2 separate regions of the Zea mays genome follow, and region 2 is linked to region 1. The links are chromatin contacts, called in public Hi-C maps. All regions are on one chromosome and are shown on one strand. The core of a region is the stretch at or near the end of the contact, and the rest is flanking DNA. Distances in the headings are between cores, read along the strand shown. Region 1 holds the start of LOC100273536 (putative protein kinase superfamily protein). Region 2 holds the start of LOC100283085.

Evidence for each region. Hi-C and Micro-C count contacts between places; a contact is called where the count stands out from the background.
Region 2: a Hi-C map of ear shows a contact between it and region 1, with 3 times the contacts expected there. The contact joins the promoter of LOC100283085 here to the promoter of LOC100273536 in region 1. A contact is called at or near these places in 2 of 25 Hi-C or Micro-C datasets (ear and leaf).

Annotation. Positions count from the first base shown.
Region 1 is chr7:38,852,539-38,859,356 of Zm-B73-REFERENCE-NAM-5.0, forward strand. It overlaps LOC100273536 (putative protein kinase superfamily protein), which reads right to left and starts at 1,723. Exons shown (of 8, transcript NM_001147954.1): 1 at 1,505-1,723; 2 at 168-285. The coding sequence starts at 261.
Region 2 is chr7:39,030,466-39,037,066 of Zm-B73-REFERENCE-NAM-5.0, forward strand. It overlaps LOC100283085, which reads left to right and starts at 2,498. Exons shown (of 3, transcript NM_001155987.2): 1 at 2,498-2,813; 2 at 2,959-3,024; 3 at 3,158-3,445. The coding sequence starts at 2,574. The coding sequence ends at 3,262.

The sequences.
Region 1 (6,818 bases), core at 473-2,972:
AAAACTGCTCTGAGCTGTTCTTCAGAATGAATACGACTGAAGTTTCCTAACTCCCATGGACGTCAAGAGAGAACAAAAGGTTGGTCCCTACATAACCTTCAACTGGCCCAGTCATACCAGAATTCACAGGACCAAACAAAGAAAAGCATTGAAAGCAAGCATCGTACGGTCTATCTTATTGCTCTGAGCTTTGGCCTGTTCCTTGTCATGGCCATCTTCCTCGTCATCAAAGTGGCAGTTACAACATAACCATTGCCTCATATCGCAGTCAATCACCCGTCGCCACTTCGGTACATGCAACAAAAACACAACAATTAGAGATAAATGGAAAGTTCAGAAAGAAGGCATTCCTCATACACAAGCAGCATGACTACATGCAATCAATCAGTCAATGGAGCTGTTTGTTTGGGCTTTTTTTAGTTTATGTCCACCAAAAGCTGTTGCGGACTGCCAAACGCCCCAACTTTTCAGCCCACTTCTATAAGAATCGTTAAAAACCGTTCAAAATCAAAATGAACACAGAATCGGTCGAGTAGTAACGATAGTAGGAATCCATCGTTTTCTAGATCCTGAACCCTTTGATCCATTTCATATTTCTCCGCATGTAGGGCCTGTTTGGTTCGCTACCTAACTTGCCACACTTTGCCTAACTTTTCTGCCTAAGGTTAGTTCTTCAATTCGAACGACTAACCTTAGGCAAAGTGTGGCGCAGTTAGACACGAACCAAACAGGCCCGTAATCCCCACGATACTCAGATTCTTCCCACAGCCAGATTCTCTCCACGGCTAGATTCTCAGAAAATATGGTCAGAAAAAAACTGAACCAAACAGGCCCAATAGGTGCCGGCGTACAACTCGTCTGTATTCATCACAAAAATTTAGTACAATCCGTCCATACTCATCAAACAAATTTAGTAAGGCAGTTAGCATGAATGTTTGACCTATTTAATGTGCGAGCTAACAAATTTATTCACATATTAGTAGGCTGATAGCTGTAAGTCTGAGAATAACTTAGCAGGTACCATTTTATTTCTCTTTCCAGAGGGTTTGGAGTTATACATTTCAGATAGCATTCACTATTCAGGTGAGTGAACAAGTGATTGCAGCAATGAGGGTCGCTTTCAGCCAGCCTTTTCAACAAGGGCGTGGAGACCAGTACATCTTGGAACCGTAAGGAGATCCCAAGAAGAAAAAAAAGACGTATAAGATCAAGTTCTTCCGCTATTACCAGGGGCGACCTTTGGTGTTTCCACCAATCCCAAGAGAAAGTTAATAATTTACATGCTGCTACCAGTACAGGTCCACCACACATCAAGCAAGCAAGCAGTCCATGTACCTCGAAGGGGATTGGATTGGAGGACCGTTCACGCATCCGCACCACGAAAGGAAGATTTGGATTCGAGGGCACACAAGCATAGAAATAGATAATCTCTCCAACTGAACTGATCTCAACTCGAAAAAGGAAGCAGTCAATCCGAGGAAGAAAATAGTTAGGGCTTCCTTACCAGCGACCGACGAAACGAGTCGAGGTGCCGTCGGGACCGATGAACGGAGGGATCCTCGCTTAGCGCCGGCACCTACGGAAGCGGAGGTTGAGCAGAAGGTGGAGACGCTGCGGTGCGTGCTTCAGTAGTAAACTGAAGCCTCGGCGAGCCCCCGTGCAGGGCGTGTGTATCGGCGGAAGAAGAGGGGAGAATGGTGCGACCTGTGGGACCACAGCTAGGGATGAAAATGGATGTAAAAAATCTCGTTCCTATCAGCTCCGTTTTCTATACATCGTTCGTCTGTTTTCGGATTTTTGGAAAATATAGATACGAAACAGGTTACGAGTTGAGAGTCTGCGGGAACAAAACAAAAATGAGAAATACTATTTTCCGTTCTGATTGTTGAGATCCTATATTTCATCTGGATATTTCCAAATTTAACGTGAAGATTAAGTCCCACAGCCACAAGGTGTACATTGTAAAGCCGTCACCACTCACCGTTAGGCCCAATGCGACAAGCCTAATAGGCTAAGGAACGGTACACACGTGAAACCCTAAGCCCACTCCCATGTTTGCCAGTTCGGCACGTGGACGCTGTGACGTGGCTCAACATAAGACACCTCCAGGCACCGTCACGCCAACGACCGACTCCGCGACTCACCAACTCACCATTGTCGAGACACGTCGAGCACGGACACGGGACTCCCACTCACCTTCGCTCGCGGCCGCTGTCACACACTTGTGCCATCTCGGCAGCTAGGCCACGCTAGACGTCGGGCCAGCAGTGCAGCACGCAGCACGCAGCACGGCACCGGAACCAGCTCACCATCGACCTTCGCCTTCAGGTAACGACCTCCTCCACACCTCTAGTCCTCCAGTCCATCGAAGAATTAGTAATCACGCGGTCTAGTCGTGGATCAACCTCACACCTTGCTTGCTTCAATTGCTTGCAAGTTCTAACAGCAGCAGACATTTACTTGTTTCAATTGCTTGCTGCTTGGTGCAATGACGCTTGCTGCTTGGCGCAATGATGCTTGTTGGTTGTTGCATCCTACATGCATACATGTTTGCTTCTAAAATTCAGGCATTTGCTTGTTTCAATTTCGTAGCGCTTGCTGCTTCTAAATTTCAAGTATCTGCTCCCAATTCATGGCTGAAGATGACAAACCGTGAAGAAATCTTGCAAATGCCCGATGTCATGGTGAATTGGTGTTTGAATCATTTGCAAATGCTAGATGTCATGAAGACCTTGAAGAACTTTTATTATGTATGTATGTGTGTCAATGTGTGAGTGTGACATGTTTAATGTCTATGTGGACATGTGGTCATATAATCACGTGGACTTATTTTCTCGTTGTTTAGTGGACTGTTGAATTTGAATTTGGACTACGACTACGACACCTTGTGATTATTTGTTTCCAGGTAATTTTTTCGTTGAGGTAATTTCCGTTCGTTTTTCGGTTAATTTTCGACTGTATTGGTTCGTTTCCGTAAACCCGTGTAACTCAGACTCGTTTCCATCCGTGGTTGTTCCGCTCCTGCACCCATTTTCGACAATGAACTGCATGAGCGAAACGGGAGAAGGGTTTTTCCATCCGTTTTCATCGCTAACCACAACGACATTTTTCTTTTCTTCTTCTTTGATTGGATGTGTTAGCTGTAACAAGCTTAGATTAGCCCACATCATTAATATAGCATCCCAACCATGGTTAGGGTTAAAAGTTTCACCCTACAACATGGTATCAGGGCACTGTTTCTGCCTTCTTCCTCTCTCCCTCTCTAAGCTCTAAGCGTCGCCTGCTCCATGGCTAGCGAGCCTCCCATGGCTACGCCAGGCTCCCCCATCCCCCTTTGATGCGACCACCTGGTGAAACCCTTGTCGTGGTTCCCATCTCCCTCGGCGTGTGCCTCCCCTACCCAACCACGTCGACGGTCGGCAAGCGATGCCCCCACTCCACTATCGCGGTTACCCTCTCGCCAGACGTGCAACTCCCTTGCCCAGTCACGTCGGTGGTCGACGCCCCATGCGCCAACTCCCCTGTCGTGCGGATGGTCATGCTCCACTCTCCGGCGGCCGGTGACCCGAGCTACACCTCCCCTGCCTCTATGTCACTCAGCAACGCTCTCACATTGTCAGGTCCTTCCTCCACCGCCTCAAGTCCCCTCTTCTCCCATGGCTGCCACCAGCTTCCTCTTTCTAACTGCTACTGCTCTCTCTCTCTCTCTCTCTCTCTCTCTCTCTCTCTCTCTCTCGTCCATAGAGCATGCCTCCCTCTGCGTCATCGTTCTTCACAGGCCACTGTGTCGCCCCAACACTTGTGCTCTTCTCTTCCCACCTCCCCCTTGATGGTCTCATGCAGCGACGGCGGCCTCGATGCCCATCGTAGTTGCCTCCGCGCCCCAGCATCGTGTGCCCCCAACCATCCACTCTATGAGCATATAGGCCCTAATTTATGTTTTGGTAATTAATGGCAACATGTGTGGACTAACAAATTCTTTAAGGTAACAAGAATGTATGTTGGTCCATGAAAATATGAACTACATCAATGTTGGGGCCTTTCTCGGCCTAAGGTCCTCAAAGCATTGATTTCTCAATAGTTTATAAGTCTGTTTTAGGTGTAACAGAGCGGTCGACAAAGGTCACCTTCGTTTGGAAACAATGTGCAACTAACACACAAACACAAAGACGAACAACGACCTTCAGCTCCATAGTGTGAATGTGTCAACAAAGATAGAAGAAGAAATCCTCAAGGCTTGCTCAAGACGGCTACAAAGGAAATGGTGATAATACCCTTAGTTGATTTTATAGTTCATGTGTATAGGACTGAGGACATGGTTGTAATTTTTACGAAGTTCTATTTCGCCACTATAAATAGAGGTACATTACCACACAAACGAGTACGTGTTCCAGGAGGGAGAAAATCGAATTGTTGCACCTATAAAGCTCGTATTTGCTCCTTTTCACCTTCATGTTGTTTTCTAAGGCCGAAGGTACAATTGTAATCATTATTAATAAGAGGATGAAGAAGAATAGCACTCTCAATATGAGTATTTTAGAACATTTTGTGTTATAATTTCTTCATCTGCAATTTAACTCTTATCCAACCATCTTCTGCCTTCTCCTCTTAATTAACACTTTTGCGGAGAGTTGATTAGGGGGTGAAGAGAAGGTATGTCCATTTGTGTTGCCTTGTTTTTATTTTATTCATGAGTCAAAAATAAGTGACCAACATTGGCGCCCACCTTAGGTGAATTCATGACCTCAACGGAGAACATGATAAGCTTCGACACTTAGTCGTCAAGCTTAAGGAAGCTTATTCTTCCAATTACGAGAGGATCAGGCTTCGAACCAAGCAACAAAAAGCAGAAGAAGGAAGCTCAAAGAAGGGTGCAACATAGAGCCCTACATCTAGGGATGAAAACGGCCAGAAACACAAAAAATGTTACCGTTTTCATATTTTTATCGAAAACAAAATCGAAAATGGTAACTCCGGAAATGGAAACGATGTCGGAATTTCGCAAACATTGAAAACGAAAGCTCGGTATGGAAAATACACCGGTAACAGTCAAAATCTAAAATACAATCGGTAATCTATCAATATAACAAGTTCATAATACAATAAAGATTGCAAAGATCACAAGTCCACAATTCGTAATATAACAAGTTTACAAAGATCAAAAGTTCATAATATGACAAGTTCACAATATAACATATACACACACACACGTATACTTATACATACATACATGTATATATATACTTTATTCATCACCTCGGGTGATGGAACCAACGATCCATCACCAGGACCATCCTGACACAAGCGCCTGCCCGCCCGACCGCGCGCCTCCGCACCTCGTGTGGTATGACCCCACGTGGCTCGTATCCTAGCCACATTAAGTCATTCCAATCAACATTAAGTCATTCTATTAAATATTTAGTCATTTTTTAGAAAATGTTAAGTTATTTATTGTTTTTAGCCATTTTTGTGGGTTTTCTTAGACATTTCTTATGTTATTAGTTTAGTCATTCTAGAAAATATTAAGTCATTCTAGCGTCCAGACAATATTAAATTCCTTTTAGATAACTTTAAGTCATTCCATAGTCTAGGTAACATAAATATTAATTCATTTTTTAGAAAACATTAAGCTATTATTGTTTCACCCATTTTCTGAGTTTTCTCATATATTTCTAATGTTATTGGTTCAGTCATTCTAGCGTACAAACAACATTTAAGTCATTCTATGTAACTTTAAGTCATCTAAAGTCTATGTAACATTTAAGTCATTTTAGGCTACATTAAGTCATTCAGAAATATTAAGTCATTTTAGATGAGATGGCTCGGCTCACGGTGGCTCGTTTGGACGAGCGCGGGGGGCGGCTCAGTCGTGGTCTGCTTGCTGCACGAGCACGAGGGCGAAGCCACGCAAGGGCACGTGTGTCGGGCAGGCGTGTGGGCACGCCATGGTGACCTAGATAATGGATCGTTGGGTACTTGAGTCATAATTATCATCAGAAGAAGAACAAAGCTTGAAGAAATTTATCTTCTACAACAAAGATGTCTTCCTGTGGTCAGCCAATGATTTTGTGTGCAGTGGACAGAAGTATCATTGAACATTCTCTCAATATTGGTCCCAATATAAGGACGAGGAAGCAGAAGCTTCGGAAAAATGTTAGATGACAAAGCCGAAGGTGCAAAGGTAGAAGTAAAAAGACTTCTCAATGCTAGAGTAATCAGAGAAGTTACTTACCTAGAGTGGCTTGCTAACACTGTTATGATGTAAAAAGAAAATGGAAAATAGAGGATGTGCATTAATTTCACATATCTCAACAAAGTTTGTTCGAAAGATGAATTCCCTTTACCAAGAATAGACTCCCTGTTAGATGCAACTACCACCTTGGAAATTATGAGTCTGCTTGATTGTTATTCAGGATATCATCAAATATGGATGAAAAAAGAAGATGGACTAAAGACTAGCTTCATAACCCCTAGCGGTACATATTGCTACCGTCGGATGCTAGAGGGGCTAAAGAATGCTGGAGGGAGCTTCAGCAAAATGACTACTAAGGTGTTAAGTAGTCAAATCGGCATGAATGTCCTAACATATGTGGATGACATTATTGTGAGAAGCATTAAACAAGATGACCACATTTCAGACTTACAAGAAACATTTGCAAATTCCCGAAGAGCTGGTTTGAAGCTAAATCTAGAAAAGTTCGAGTTTGGGGGGAAAGGGAAAAAATCCTCGGTTGCTTGGTCTCAACAAAGGAAATTGAAGCAAATTCTCACAAAATAGAAGTTATCCTTCGGATGGAGCCACCAAAGTTAAGAAAAGG
Region 2 (6,601 bases), core at 1,248-3,747, 180 kb after region 1:
CGTCGGACTCTTTTGATGGAGCCTTCCCGTGGCTTGTGCTTGTTTCCATCTCCCTCTTGGCGGATCCTCCCGACATCACTTCGAGTGGTTAGACTCTAATGATGTACCGGGCTCCGATACCAATTGAAAGTCGCCTAGAGGGGGGTGGATAGGCGGAAACTGAAATTACAACTTTAAACGCACTACAAGCCGGGGTTAGCGTTAGAATAAAATCCGAGTACGAGAGAGAAGAGGAAAACAAATCAACCAAGAAAATAAAGCGGATGACACAATGATTTGTTTTACCAAGGTTCGGTTCTAAAGTACCTAGTCCCTGTTGAGGTGGTCACAAAGACCGGGTCTCTTTCAACCCTTTCCCTCTCTCAAACGGTCACTTAGACCGAGTGAGGCTTCTTCCTTAATCTCACGAGTCACTTAGACCCTGCAAGGATCACCACATAATTGGTGTCTCTTGCCTCACTTACAAAGCTTGAGAGTAAGAAGTGAGAAAGAAAAGAAAGCTAAGCCAAACAAACAAGAGCAACAAAGAAACACAAATGATCCTCTCACAAGTCCTAATGCGCTAGAGTTGAATTGGGGACTTTGAGCAGATCGATCACTTGAATTGTGTCTTTGGAGTGGAGTCTATTGTTCTTTTATTGAATGCAATGTGTTGAATGCTTGGATGGTTGGAGTGGAGGTGGTTGAGGGTTATTTATAGCTCTCAACCACCAAAACAACCGTTGGGTGGCTACTATCGATGGGCGCACCAGACAGTCCGGTACGCCACCGAACACTGTCCGGTGCGCCAGCCACGTCACCCAACCTTTAGGGTTCGGGCGGTTTTGACCGTTAGAACTTTGTCTTCTAGTGGCACCGGACAGTCCGTTGCCGCACCGGACAGGTACTGTGCACTGTCTGGTGCGCCTCTGGTGGCTGCTCTAACTTCTGCGCGCATTGTAGCGTTTGCAGGTGCCCGTTGCAGTCGACCATTGCGCTGGTAGCCGTTGCTCCGCTTGGTGCACCGGATAGTCCAGTGAATTATAGCAGAGTGGCGCTGCAGAAACCCGAAGGTGGCCAGTTCGGAGTTGTACTGTCCGGTGCGCCAGGCCAGGGCACACTTGGGTTTCTTTGCTCCTTTCTTTTTGAACCCTATCTTTGGTCTTTTATTGGTTTGTGTTGAACCTTTATGCACCTGTAGAATATATAATCTAGATCATACTAGTTAGTCCAATATTTGTGTTGGGCATTCAACCACCAAAATTATTTATAGGAAAAGGTTAAACCCTATTTCCCTTTCAATGATGACTCAGTGTATAGAAACTAGTGTCACAAACTTTATTTGTAAGTATAATGTCTTTACAAAAATAACTAATAAAATAAACTAAACGACGATGATGATCCCGATAACAAGACACATGCAGGTTGACCAGAGCGACGACGACCTAGAACTTAATCAAAGTCTTCATAGTAGTCTTCAACTGGTTGACCTGATTCTGAGTAGCAAATTAACTGAACCGTCGGTTAAATCGATTTCTACTAGCGATTCTCAATTAACCGCATGTGAAAAAAACATTTCACTAGCGGTTCTAGAAAACGACGGTGAAAATGAGTTACGAACCACTCCTGGTACTAGTGGAGGGCCTTGTACTAGTGGAGGGCACTATAATGCGAAGTGTATTAAGTAGGCGAGCGACACTATAGGGTGTTTGTTTTGAGAAATGAGCTAGTCCATCATCTTCTCAACCCTCACTTTTTTGTTTGGTTTGTGCAATGGAATGAGTTGATCCATCACCACATCATTCCTCATAATCATAATTAGTACTAATATGAGGAATGAGGTCATCCCACCAAAGTTGAGGAATGGATCTATGATGCACCACCTCATTTTGGATGGAGTGATTACTCAAACCAAACACCTCTAAGAGCTGTGGGCAAAGACTAATAGGATGTTTGGTTTGAGAAATAAATTAGTTCATCATTTTCTCACTCCTCACTTTTTTTTGTTTGGTTTGTGCAATGGATTTTAGTTGTTATACCACCACCTCATTCCTAATAGTTAGTTAGTACTAACACGAGGAATAATGTCATCCCACCAAATTTGAGTAATGGACTCGTGATGCACCGTCTTATCTTGAATGGAGTGATTTATCAAACAAACATCCCCTAAGTGACATGTCGTTCACATTTATCATATATTTTCCAAATAATAGAATCGTCTATCTAAAATGAAGAGACATAATAATTCCATAAATGTCAAAAAGCAACTGTATCTGTCATGCATAGCTATATCCTCCCCCACCGTGATAAGCCGAGCAGCAAAAGATACTTTGCGGTGGCCGTATCCCACCGTGAGCATTCGTACCGAAGTGGCAGGAAGAACCAAATCCATGCCACGGATAAGATATGCCAGGTGGCAGCCGGCCAGTGGGGGGCATGGACCGCGTGGCGCCCTGCGCACCAGGCTGGGGATAATCCGCGCAATGCAATTTGAGGCCATTACGCCCTTGGCTCGTACGTACTTACTCACTCTCCCCCCACCCGCGCCAGGCCAGACAGACTAACTGAGCACCCGCTGCAAGGAGTCCGCGCCCATGGCGAGCACCAACATGGCGTCGGCCACCTCGCGGTTCATGCTGGCCGCGGGCGTGCCCACCGGCAGCAGCGGCGGCCGCGTCAACTTCGCCTCGGCGCCCAACCGGCTTGGCAGGAGGCTCGTGGCCCGGGCCGACAACGAGGCCGCCGCAGCTGAGGCGGCGGAAGGGGAGGGTGCCGTGGCCACCAAGCCCAAGGCCGAGAAGCCGCCGCCGATCGGGCCCAAGAGGGGCGCCAAGGTTCATAATATATACACTCATCATCACCCCCGCATGCGTGCCGTGTTGTCTATGCTACTCAGACGACCGCCACCAATTTGATGCAATTGATTTGGTCTTTAATTAATATGGTTATTCTTGTGCCATTATATTGATCGGTGGCTAGGTGAAGATCCTTAGGAGGGAGTCCTACTGGTACAACGGGATCGGCAACGTCGTCACCGTCGATCAGGTTACTAGCTCACTCTCCTCGTCATAGCTAGAGCATATATATATAGATAGAAAATCAAGAATTTATTTTGTTAATGTGGAACATGGCAATACCATAGTTAGAGAATCGCCGTTAGCATTATTATTATATACAGGATCCCAACACCCGCTACCCGGTGGTTGTGCGGTTCAACAAGGTGAACTACGCCGGCGTGTCCACCAACAACTACGCCTTGGACGAGGTCTCAGAGGTGAAATGAGTGGGGCCGGCCGGCTCAAGGGCTCCGCGCTAGCTACCGTGTGATTGATTTGTAGTAGTTGTGAAATGAGGCTGTGAAGCTGCATGCTGTGCTGGCTAGCGTCACAACATCGATCCTATGTGTAATAGCATAATCCACATAATCATATCATGTAATTGCTTGCTTTATTCACCGTGTACTCAATAATCTCTCTTGCTCTCTAAAATTGTTGTATTGTTATATGTGGTTTTGTACATGCACATAAATCGCTCTCTGCCACCACTGTTTGCGCTGTGCCAAGGACTCAACCTAGTTGAGCTAAAGAAAATGGTGTTTTCCTAATAAGAAATAGAACTATTCTATCCTAACAGACTATTACTGTACCATTCCGTGTTCTGTCATTCCCATTCCGTCCTCACTGCAAAGCCCATTCCCAGCTGCATGTCTTTCTCATTCCCCCTCCCTGCAAAGCCCATTCACATTTCCATTCCCGGCTATCACATGTCTTTCTCATTCCCCCTCCCACAAAGCCTATTCCCATTCCCACGTGCATCCCATGCCTAGCTAAAATTAAATTAAAAAAACAGGCTCCAAGGAGATTCGAACCCGCAACCTCTCAAATAAATGTGTTTGTAGCTACCACTACACCACATGTGTGTTTTTGTTTACATCTATTATAGTAAAAACATATAATACATCTCTCCCGAAGCCCACCTGCTACCCTTGCACAATGTGTAGTAGTAGATAAGTATCACTGAGATTATTAAATTATATTTTTGGATTGAGGGAGTAGTATTTAAAAAAGAGCCTTGCATGCAATTTCTTTTGTTTGAATAATGTTTTCAACTTAAATACTTTTTTTTGCATGTGTAACATTTATTCCCATAGTATTTTTCCATGGATCTAACTTATAAATCATTTTCATAAACCAATGCCAAAGATGAATCCATGTTTCTTACTTGGAAACCCCGAACAAACACCACTAGCATGAGGCGCTCGCGTTGGCGTCGCTCACCGACGACGAGAAGAAACTTGGCGACTGTCAGTTCGAACTCTGGAAGCAGTACTACATGGCCCATGCGCCGCTGTGTACGGCAAGCTCTGGCGCAGCCGCCGCTTGGACGTGGTCCAGAGCGGCTGCACCGCGCTGTCCATCGTCAAACATGGGGACCTCATGGTCGTCGCCAATGTCGACGACTCTCGGGTTGTTCTGGCCATCGCAACCTACGACGACGCCATCACGCCGTCTAGCTCATCATCCACCTGAAGCCTAACCTGCCACGTAAGTCGCTACTGACCGACCATGAATTCTTGTGCGCTGGAATGATGACCATTGTTGTTGTTGTTGTGTGAGTGTCCTCGAACAAGATGTATGTAGAGGAGTAGCACATCCGGTGGTGCAACGACCAGGTGTACTACCTCGCTGATGAGCCCGGGGTGCACTTTATTTGGCAGCCCAGCCAAGAGTGATCGGTACTCACCATATCGCGCGCGTTCGACGACTATTATATCAAGGATTGTGGCGTCATCTCGACACCGGAGGTGAGCAGAGGTGGACCGACAACAATGACCACTCGCCATCGTCGGGGTACCTTTTGTGCCGGCCTGCCTTTAATTCTCTTCGCAAACACACACTTGCATTTTTTGTTTAAGCAAGCGTGTATGGTGGTGCGTGCCTGATGACTAACGATGTACGACGGAACTTCTACCGGCAGGTGTGGCACGTGCTCTCCAATAATGAGACCATGCAAATCATGACATATATCGAAGTCTGCATGATACTGATGGTTGCAATGTAGTAGTGAAACAACTAAATTAAAATAACAAAACTTATGTATGGCTAGGATCACAAATGGATTATGAAATATTTTCTTATAACAATATAAGACACATTTTGTATATAAGTTATCATGGTATTATATGTTCCCGTTGCAACGCACAGGTACTGACCTAGTAACAGTTGAAGCAAGCAACACACAATAATCCAACGCAACGCAATATAGCTAATTGGACATAAGGTACAATCATTGTCTGTGCATTCACCACCAAATTTGGCGTACGCCTAATCTCAGCTATTCTTACTCTAGGATGTCAAGGATATATAATCTTGTTTACTTAGTCGTTGTGCTTAGTCTTTGTGCCTAAGTTTAGGAGGCAGTGGTCAGTTAGACATGGCGCTCCTGTGCGTGCATGCCGCGTCAAAGACCGGGTCTTTTCCTTACATGCAGCGTCGAGTGGTGGAGCTGGAATTCCGGGCGCGGTGACCATGTTCTCTGCAGTGGGATGGCACGGCAAGTTCGGGGGCATGGGAGCATGTGTCCGGGATCTAAGCAACACCTGAGAGTGAGTCAATAAAGGGGAGATAAAACAGAAAATGCAGCGTGGGTTTTGCTACGCCAAAAAATCCTTCCAGTGTGCTTGTCTGTGTTCATCCATTCATCACGTGTGCAAGTGTGAGTGAGACTGAGTGCACTAGCGACAGATTGATCCTTAGCAGAAACTAACAAGTGCCATCGGAGCTGAGATTCTTCGCTGGCTTTGTCGACAACACCAACGCCGCAACAGCATGCCGCCGCGACGGAGATCAAGCACGCCACGGCGCTGGCGATCGCCGTCCACAACTGACAACCTTGGTAATGTCTATGAAGCAAAAACTATCGTGCGTAAGTTTCTCCAAGATCTTCCCGAGCGTTTCCATCAGATAGCAGTTGGAATCGAGACCTTGCTCGATCTCGAGGAGGTGTCTCTAGATGAATTGGTCGGGCGGCTCAAAGCAATGGAGGAGCGCATGGATTGCACGAAGGCGAAGGGAGGCATCAGACCGAGCGCCGGTGGCAAGGAGATCAACGGCAAGCTGTACTTCACCCAGGAGCAGGTGATCGCTCGTCTCACGTCCCGCCTCAACTTCAACACCGGTGGGACGGGGACACGTGGCAGAGCGCAAGCTGGCCCTGGAGGACGCCATCGCGGGAGAGGCCGTGACAGGGGGCGCGACAAGGACACACGCTCGGCTAAGGGTGGCGGCGAGGTCAATGACAACTCCTACCACTATTGTGGCAAGTCCTGGCATTAAGCTCGGGAGTGCCGCAAGAAAAAGCGTGACGAGGCACTGGCCTAGGCGAGCCAGCCCTAGGCCAACCTCACTCAGGCAGAGGAAGAGACGCCCTCACTATTCATGGTGGTTGTGCAACCGTCCATGAAGACTGTTCACGATGCACACTACGTCGAGCATGTCTATCTCAATGAGCACAAGGTGCTGCCGGATTTCGACATCAACGGCGAACAACGGGAGATGAAGTGGTACCTCGACACTGGTGCGTTGAACCACATGACCGGCGACGCGGACGTCTTCTCCGACTA